Regions from separate parts of the Anser cygnoides genome. Here region 1 is linked to region 2. Evidence: chromatin contacts called from public Hi-C data. All regions are on one chromosome and are shown on one strand. The core of a region is the stretch at or near the end of the contact, and the rest is flanking DNA. Distances in the headings are between cores, read along the strand shown. Region 1 overlaps JKAMP (JNK1/MAPK8 associated membrane protein). Region 2 holds the start of GPR135 (G protein-coupled receptor 135).

What was found. Hi-C and Micro-C count contacts between places; a contact is called where the count stands out from the background.
Region 1: a contact with region 2 is called in a Hi-C map of liver, with 3 times the contacts expected there. The contact joins the enhancer-like site here to the promoter of GPR135 in region 2. A contact is called at or near these places in 2 of 7 Hi-C or Micro-C datasets (both in liver).

What each region holds. Positions count from the first base shown.
Region 1 is chr5:61,286,543-61,289,792 of Taihu_goose_T2T_genome, reverse strand. The region is part of intron 1 of JKAMP (JNK1/MAPK8 associated membrane protein); the gene reads left to right. All of the region lies in intron 2 of DAAM1 (dishevelled associated activator of morphogenesis 1), which reads left to right. Among named protein-coding and RNA genes, the nearest start is that of DAAM1, 31 kb to the left of the region's middle. Within about 2 kb of position 1,827, at least 1 of the 3 cell types and tissues checked has open chromatin away from gene starts, as enhancers often do. A contact at or near this core is called in liver, where this site is marked.
Region 2 is chr5:61,217,587-61,221,285 of Taihu_goose_T2T_genome, reverse strand. GPR135 (G protein-coupled receptor 135) reads right to left here and starts at 1,303. Exons shown (of 1, transcript XM_066998495.1): 1 at 1-1,303. The coding sequence starts at 30. The region is part of intron 1 of JKAMP (JNK1/MAPK8 associated membrane protein); the gene reads left to right. L3HYPDH (trans-L-3-hydroxyproline dehydratase) reads right to left here. Exons shown (of 5, transcript XM_048066162.2): 1 at 3,224-3,699; 2 at 2,801-2,970; 3 at 2,586-2,708; 4 at 2,262-2,399; 5 at 1,418-1,882. The coding sequence ends at 1,757.

The DNA of each region.
Region 1 (3,250 bases), core at 578-3,077, 68 kb before region 2:
CGGAGGTGTAGCGCTGGCATCACGGGAGGGCTCCCGAGCCCTGTCTCATGGGAGGATTCAGGGGGAAAAAAGCCAGTCATCAAATGGTTCAAGGCTTTGGGGCCAAATGCTTTGTGGGTTTAAGTTTGTTGTTTTTTTGTTGTTTTTTTTTTTTTTTCCCCTATGACATCAAAACCAGCTCCTGCCGATGCGCACGTATTTTAACCAAACACAAACATTCCTCTCCTATGCAGTCTGCGCGTGAAAACGGCTCCCTGTCTGAGAAAGGGGTCTGAGGAAACGCACGTGGGAGTTTGTGGCCAAAAAGTCAGCCTGGTTGCTTTTAATAGAAACCGCCGGGGCGGCGCTGGGCTGCGTGCTGGAGGTGCTGGGGACGGGCTCCAGTCCTCCAGGCTGCCCAGTGGGTGGGGAGGTGGCTCCCGCCGATGCGATCCTCTTTCTTAGCTGCTCCTCCAACGAGGGGATTGATTTCCGAGTTTAAAAATAATGCAAACGAATAAATAATAACGCTTGGGCTGTCTGATCAGATGGGCACTGCATCACACGCGCGTTTCAGAGGGCTTGCAATCAGCACCGAAGCCGAGAACGAGTCAAATGAGCGAGCAGAGCCACGCAGGGTGCCGGCAGTCCGGGCTCTGTAAGGTGGAAAATCAGAACGTGTTTTTGACGTTTCTCGGGGGGATGCCTCCAACTTAGAGCCGATCTGAACAACGGGCATCCAGCTTTCATTCCGCGGAGGTCCAGACTCGCCGGACTGTGGGAGGAAAATCGTCTCGAGCAGTTTGTTTAAAGAAAAGTGATGCAAGGCACTTGATGCGCTCAACGTGCGTCTCAGCGCCGCGCGGCGCGGCTGTTGTGTGCACGGGGAAGAGCAGAGAGCGTGTGCCACTGCTCAGCAGCAGGACGGGATGAGCAACAGGAGCGACGTGCTGGGTGCCAAATTTCTGCCTTGGATGTGCTGCAACAAGTGGTTATGTGGCGCAGCACACCCAGCGCTGGGGGGGGGGGGGGGGGGGGGGGCCTTGCAAAATCACCCACGGAAGCAGAGCCTCTCCCAGCCACCGCCAGCAAGCGAGGCCGCTCGGCAGTGATGGGGAATTGTCCGAAAATGCCCATCAGGCAGGAGCACCCTGCGCCGCCCGAAACTCCAGGGCGGGGGCAGACATTTGGCGGGGTGAGAGGTGCCGAAATCGGCCAGGGCTCGGCGGAGCCGGTCAGCGAGCGTCGCCGCACTTGCCCGGAAAGAGTTTCACCTTGTGAAACGCGCTGAAATACAGCTCCCGATTGGGAAAGAGCTCGCTTGTATCCTCGTTTTGGGAGGGGATGGGAGAGGAGCCAGAAAAACAGCAAGCTGATATTCATATTTGATGATTTAGCTCCTAGCTCCCGTGTGGGTTTGGAGGCGGGCGCGAAGAGGAGCGTGCACGCTCCTTTGCATGCGTTTGTGCCCTCGCTGGGTGTTTTGGTGCCGCAGACCGCAGAGCTGCAGTGCCGGTGCTGGCTTCAAACCAGCTCGCTGGGGCATCGGTCGCGGGCAGGCTCCGGCAGCACGTTGCTCCACGCGGGCTAATTGAGCTTGCCAAGGAGGCTGCTGAATATGCAAACAGTAATTGCCGTTCTCCTCTCCTTAAAGCGAAGGCGGAAGCGACACCAGGGTCCAATTTTCTCCTAACGACCGATCTCATGGGAGCACTGCTCAAGGCGATGTCGAGGCGGTGGGGTGTTTTGGGGGGGGACCAGAAACAGCAGCACGCTCCGGTCGGTCACGGTGGCACTCATGTCAGGGTCCCAAACATGGGCTTCAGGGAGCTTTGTTGCTGCCTCTCTGGCAGCCGTGGCTGCTGCTGTTGTTTTGGGTTTGTGCCGTATTTCCGAAGGAGCATCGCCTCCCCGCACGCACCTTCATCTCCGGTTTATGGCTGTTTGGCAAAGCAGGGAGCGGTCGCGAGGAGCGCTTGGATCGGCTCCTACCCGAAGCTTCGCTTCGCCCTTTGCGGCTTTTTTAAAAGAAGCCGTACAACAGCCAGCCCAACAGCACGGACAGGAGGGGAAGGTGCCGGGATTAAAACACCTCCCTGAAGCTTGGCACCGCGATCACACAGCGCGGCAGGCGTTGCGGAGCCGCCGGCAAGGTCACCGCTGGAGTTTTGGAGGAGGAGGGCTGGGATCCCGCCTGCTTCGGTCGCAGCCAGGGCCGTATCCTGCTGCCTCGCCTGCCCCGGGCTCTGTTATCACAGTCCAAACTCCGTCGTGACGTTTGTGCGGGGTTTTGGCACGGTTCGCAAGGACGAGGTGCCAGCCTCCAGGAAGCGCCCTGCCCTGGAGTCACCCGGTCCTTCGCAGATGTGGCTCCCGAGCAGCCTGCACAAGCAGAAACCAGCACGGGACGGGTGGAAGCCGTCCCCTTACCCGCCCCATCGCCTCGGGATGCAGCCAAGGCATCTCCCTGCCCACCTGGAAGGAGCCAGCTACAGACCCCAGGGCAGCTTCTGGAGCTCAGAGACCCCCATCTCCTTACCAAAGGTGTGGGAGAAGAGGCGACCAGGTAACAGGGGTACCACAAGCCAAGGAGAGATGCTTCCAAAGTTGTAGTTTTACTGGGTCGCGGAGAGACCCCAAAGACCAGATCCCTATCTCAATCACTGCTTTACGACCCCACAGCCAAAAGCTGTCTTCGTTTCGAGAAATAGTCACTGCTTGAGACACGTCACTGTATCAGAGCAAAAGCTCTCCTTTTGTCCAGTGTCAGTTCCAAATTTAGCAAATGCTCTTGGCAGCCATTCCCTTGCAGAGTGTTAGGGTTTCACCCGAGTAATACACGAAGGATTTTCTCCTCCTACACCTGCCGAAGGGTCAGACACCTCCCAGGCTCCTCTCCTGTCCTCTGGCTCCTGTCCTGGGACACGTGTTGCTTCGTGCTCCCCAGCCCCACGGTTTGTATGAGCCGACCCCACAGACAGCTTGTATTTCCCCCCACCCTGGGAACAGGCCAGAACTTACTCAGGTCTCATGGAAAGGGGCAGTGTCTTGTGGTGCCAGCCAAAGGTGTTGCCACAGGTACCCTGTTATCGGCCACCAGTGCCTGTGACTGGGGGAGAGTGGCACGATTCCCTCGTCTGGTTGCGTGAGTGACTCGTTAGCTCAGAGAAGACAAATTCCCTTTATCTCCTCCAGCTTGCCAAAAGCAAATCTCTTGTAATTAATTAGGTTCTGTCCGTATCGTTCCCAAACATCATCTGGCCTCCCCCGG
Region 2 (3,699 bases), core at 54-2,553:
CCCAGCTGGAGTGTGGGTACAGGAATACATCCCAAGGGATGTTTCCAGAAGCTATAAACACGCTGGTGTCTTTCATAGAATCCCAGAATCGTTAAGATTGGAACAGACCTCCAGCAAATCTGGTCCAGCCACCCCCCTACCACCAATGTCACCACTAAACCATGTCCCTAAGCACCAGGCCCAACCTCTCCTCGAACACCCCCAGGGACGGTGACCCCACCACCTCCCTGGGCAACCCGTCCCAACGCCTGACTGCTCCTGCTGAGCAGAAATGTCTCCTCATTTCCAACCTGAACCTCCCCTGGCACAACTTGAGGCCGTTCCCTCTGGTCCTGTCACCAGTTACCTGTGAGAAGAGGCCGACCCCCAGCTCCCCACACCTCCCTTTCAGGTAGCTGCAGAGAGCAATGAGGTCTGCCCTGAGCCTCCTTGTCCTCAGACCAAACACCCCGAGTTGTTCCTGCAAGCACAGACGACGTGCTCATCTCTGCTGCCCGCCTGCACCCCAGGCTGCACAGGATTCATCGGGGCAGGGGAACTTCTGCAGGAAATCAGCAGCAAAGCTGGGAGCAAAAGTCCCAAATGCCAGCCTTGAAAAGGCATGCTGGCAGCACAGCTGCTCTCCAAACTTGTGGATTTCAGCTTCTTCCCTTTCCAAAGCTGTAATTTTCAATTTGACTCTGACAGAAGAAATTCCTCTCAGTCCTCCCCATGCTAACCTTTCCCAAGCTCACCAGCCTGACTTACTGCACGGGCTACCTGGAGATAATCGTTCTCCTTTTCAGAAGAATTTAATGAGGCAAATTCCCATGAGCGTCTCCAATAAACGAACACCATTTTGTCCAGAGACACAAAGGAAATTACGGGCCCTGAGCGGCCTGAAGCTCCGTTTCTGCCACCGTGACGGCCTGCCCGGTCTCTGCCTGGTTTGTTCACCGCAGCCGTCCCTCACGGGGCTCGGCGCCAGCCCTGGCCGTGCTCTGCTGGGCAAGCTGCCCCCGCGCTCTGACAAAATCATAAGTAAATAAGTTTGCAATCAAAGGTCATAGTGGCTCCAACCTTCGAATCCGGCTACTCCCGTTGAAAGTTAACCCCATGGTGTTTGCAGACCGTGGTCCGAGATGAGCAAGAGGGCAGGGGTTAGGAAGCAGTGTGACGAGGACACAGCACGCAGCAGGCTGGGAATCCTGAGCACACATTTGTGCCCAGACCTGGGAGACGGGAGGGCTCTGTCAGGGATGAAACCAGGGCAGGGATAAAGGGATCCAGGACTGGGGACACTGGGGCATGCGGCAGAGCAGTGCTGTCACCTGAGTGAGAGGCATCAGGGAGGGTCAGGCAGTCCTACCAGCAGTGACACGCTTGGCAGAGTCCTGGAAATGGGTTCCAGGAGCAAGAACAAGAGGGGAAGGCAGTGTTTCCAGCTGGCATTTAATAGGAATCTGGCTTAGAAATTACTAATTTACAGAAGCAGAGAAGGCACATAAATTTGAAGACAGCTCTCCAAAGATCAGTTGCATTTTCTGTGAAAAATTATTAAAAAAAAAAAAAAGATTGTGGCTTCCCAGAGCAGCCGTGGACCTCCACCAATAGCCACAGCAGAGAAGCACGACCTGTTATCTCAGAACACAGCAGGCACCGTCGTGCCACCGAAGGCTGGTCCCGTTGCTCTGGCACATGGCAGCGAGCCGTGGGGAGAAGCAGAACAGAAATGCGCAGGCAGGTGAAGCGCAGCACCGTCACTGAGAGGCTCCGGTCACTTGAAGAAGAAGCCGTATTTCAGCGGGTCCTCCTCTTCCATTGTGAAGGTGGCCGTACCGGTGTAAAAGGCTTCTCCCGAGACTTCCACTACAACAGCGTTGTAGTCCCCAAACTTGGTTTCCTGCAGAGAGGGTTAGGGTCAGGACGTCCCTGAGCAACACGCTAACTTGGAGCAGAGAAGAGGGTACGGAAGAGGAATCCACCCCCCGCTGACACAGAGGATAAACCACATGGATTTATCTACATCAGCATCAGAGATACTTCTCACCCGGGCCTTTTCTGATAGCTGAGGATTTGCATTGAAGCCATGTAACACAACAAGGTCTTACCGTTACATCCTTCCCTAATAAAAAATCCTTGCTTGTGCAAAGAGCCCCAGGCATCTCCCACAAGCCCTCCGCAGGCACAGAAAGGCTTTTCTGCCCCTCCGCTGAGCCACAGCAACAGCACCTTCCCCGCAGTCCTCAAGCCAGGGGGAAACTCCAGCACAAAGCACTTGCCTTCACTGCCTTCCCCGTGAACAAGGACCCCGTGGTACTGCTCCGGAAGGTTCTGCTCTGGTTCAGCTGGATGAGCCCCTTGTGGTACTGCAGGGCGATGCGAGCTGTCACACCTGAACCCGTCGGACATCGGTCAACCTACAAGAGAAGATGAACCAGCTCTGCTTCTCTCACCTTTATACTGTGCTTAGGGGGAAGAACTCCTAGCCCAGGGGGTTGTAAAAATCAGGATATATCACAAACAGAAAGACAAAATATGCAGGTTTGGGGTATGAAGGGAAAAAGGCGGTGCCCGGTGCACCTGAGAACAGCCCGTTCCTGTACCTGTTCATCCGCAAACACGCAGATGTTGGTGGTGGGCTCCTCGCTGAAGGCGTCCTTCCCGTCCGTCAGTATGGTGCCGTAGAGGAAAGCCAGGTCTTCGCTCTCAGGGTGATGGAGCTGGAACTGGAAACAGCACAGAGAGGTTTGTGAACACATGCAGCACTTACTAATCAGCAGCAGGCGCAGCAGAGCCGTACCGCAGTGCTGTGCCGTACCTGCTTCTTCACCGCTTCCATCACCGCGCTCGCCGCGCTGACGAGGTCTCTGGTCTTCGAGGAGCAAACGTCGAGGCCCAGCTGCTCGGCACTGAGAAAGGCGTAGAAAGTGCCGCCGTAGCCGATGTCGACCACCACCTTCCCGCGACCGGGGACATCGATGGGTACGTCTGTGCAGAGAAGGGGAGCGCGGGGAGAAGGGGGCATGGTGCTGAGCGGTGGCCTCATGGGCTGAGGGCACCCAGCCGTGCTCTGCGAGCTTGCCCAGCGAGGAAAGAGATGACCCAAGAGTGGCACCGTATGCCACCTCCGGTGGCCTCATCCCACCTCTGGGGGACATCAGAACTGGCGAAGGATTCGCCCAGCACCCCAGCGCGGCCCCGCCAGCCCCCCAAACACCGACGCCACCATCTCGAGCCCCACCGGTGGCGGCGGCGAAGGCGGGCACGCTGTGGAAGCGGACGGGGTTGCCGCTGCGGTGACCGTCCCACGGCACGAAGGCGGTGACGACCCCACAGGGGCAGCGCAGGCGCACGGCGGTCTCGGGGCGGCGCGGGGCGGCCACCAGCCCGTAGTCGAGGGCGAAGCGCCCGAGGGCCAGCACGGCGTGGCCGCACATGGCGCTGTACCCGGCGCCATGCAGGAACAGAGCGGCCAGGTCGGCGTCGCCGACGGCCGCCCCGCCGCGCACCACCAGCGCCCCGTACATGCCGCGGTGCCCGCGGGGCTCGTGCATCAGCGCCCGCCGCACGTGGTCCTGCGCGGCCGCCATGTGCCGCCGCAGCTCCAGCAGCGACAGCCCCGCTGCCGCCACCGCCGCCTCGGCCGCCTCCAGGCGGGGGACGACGCGCAGCGGCTCGCCGCCCGTGTGCATCTCCACGGTGTGCAGCGGCGGGGGC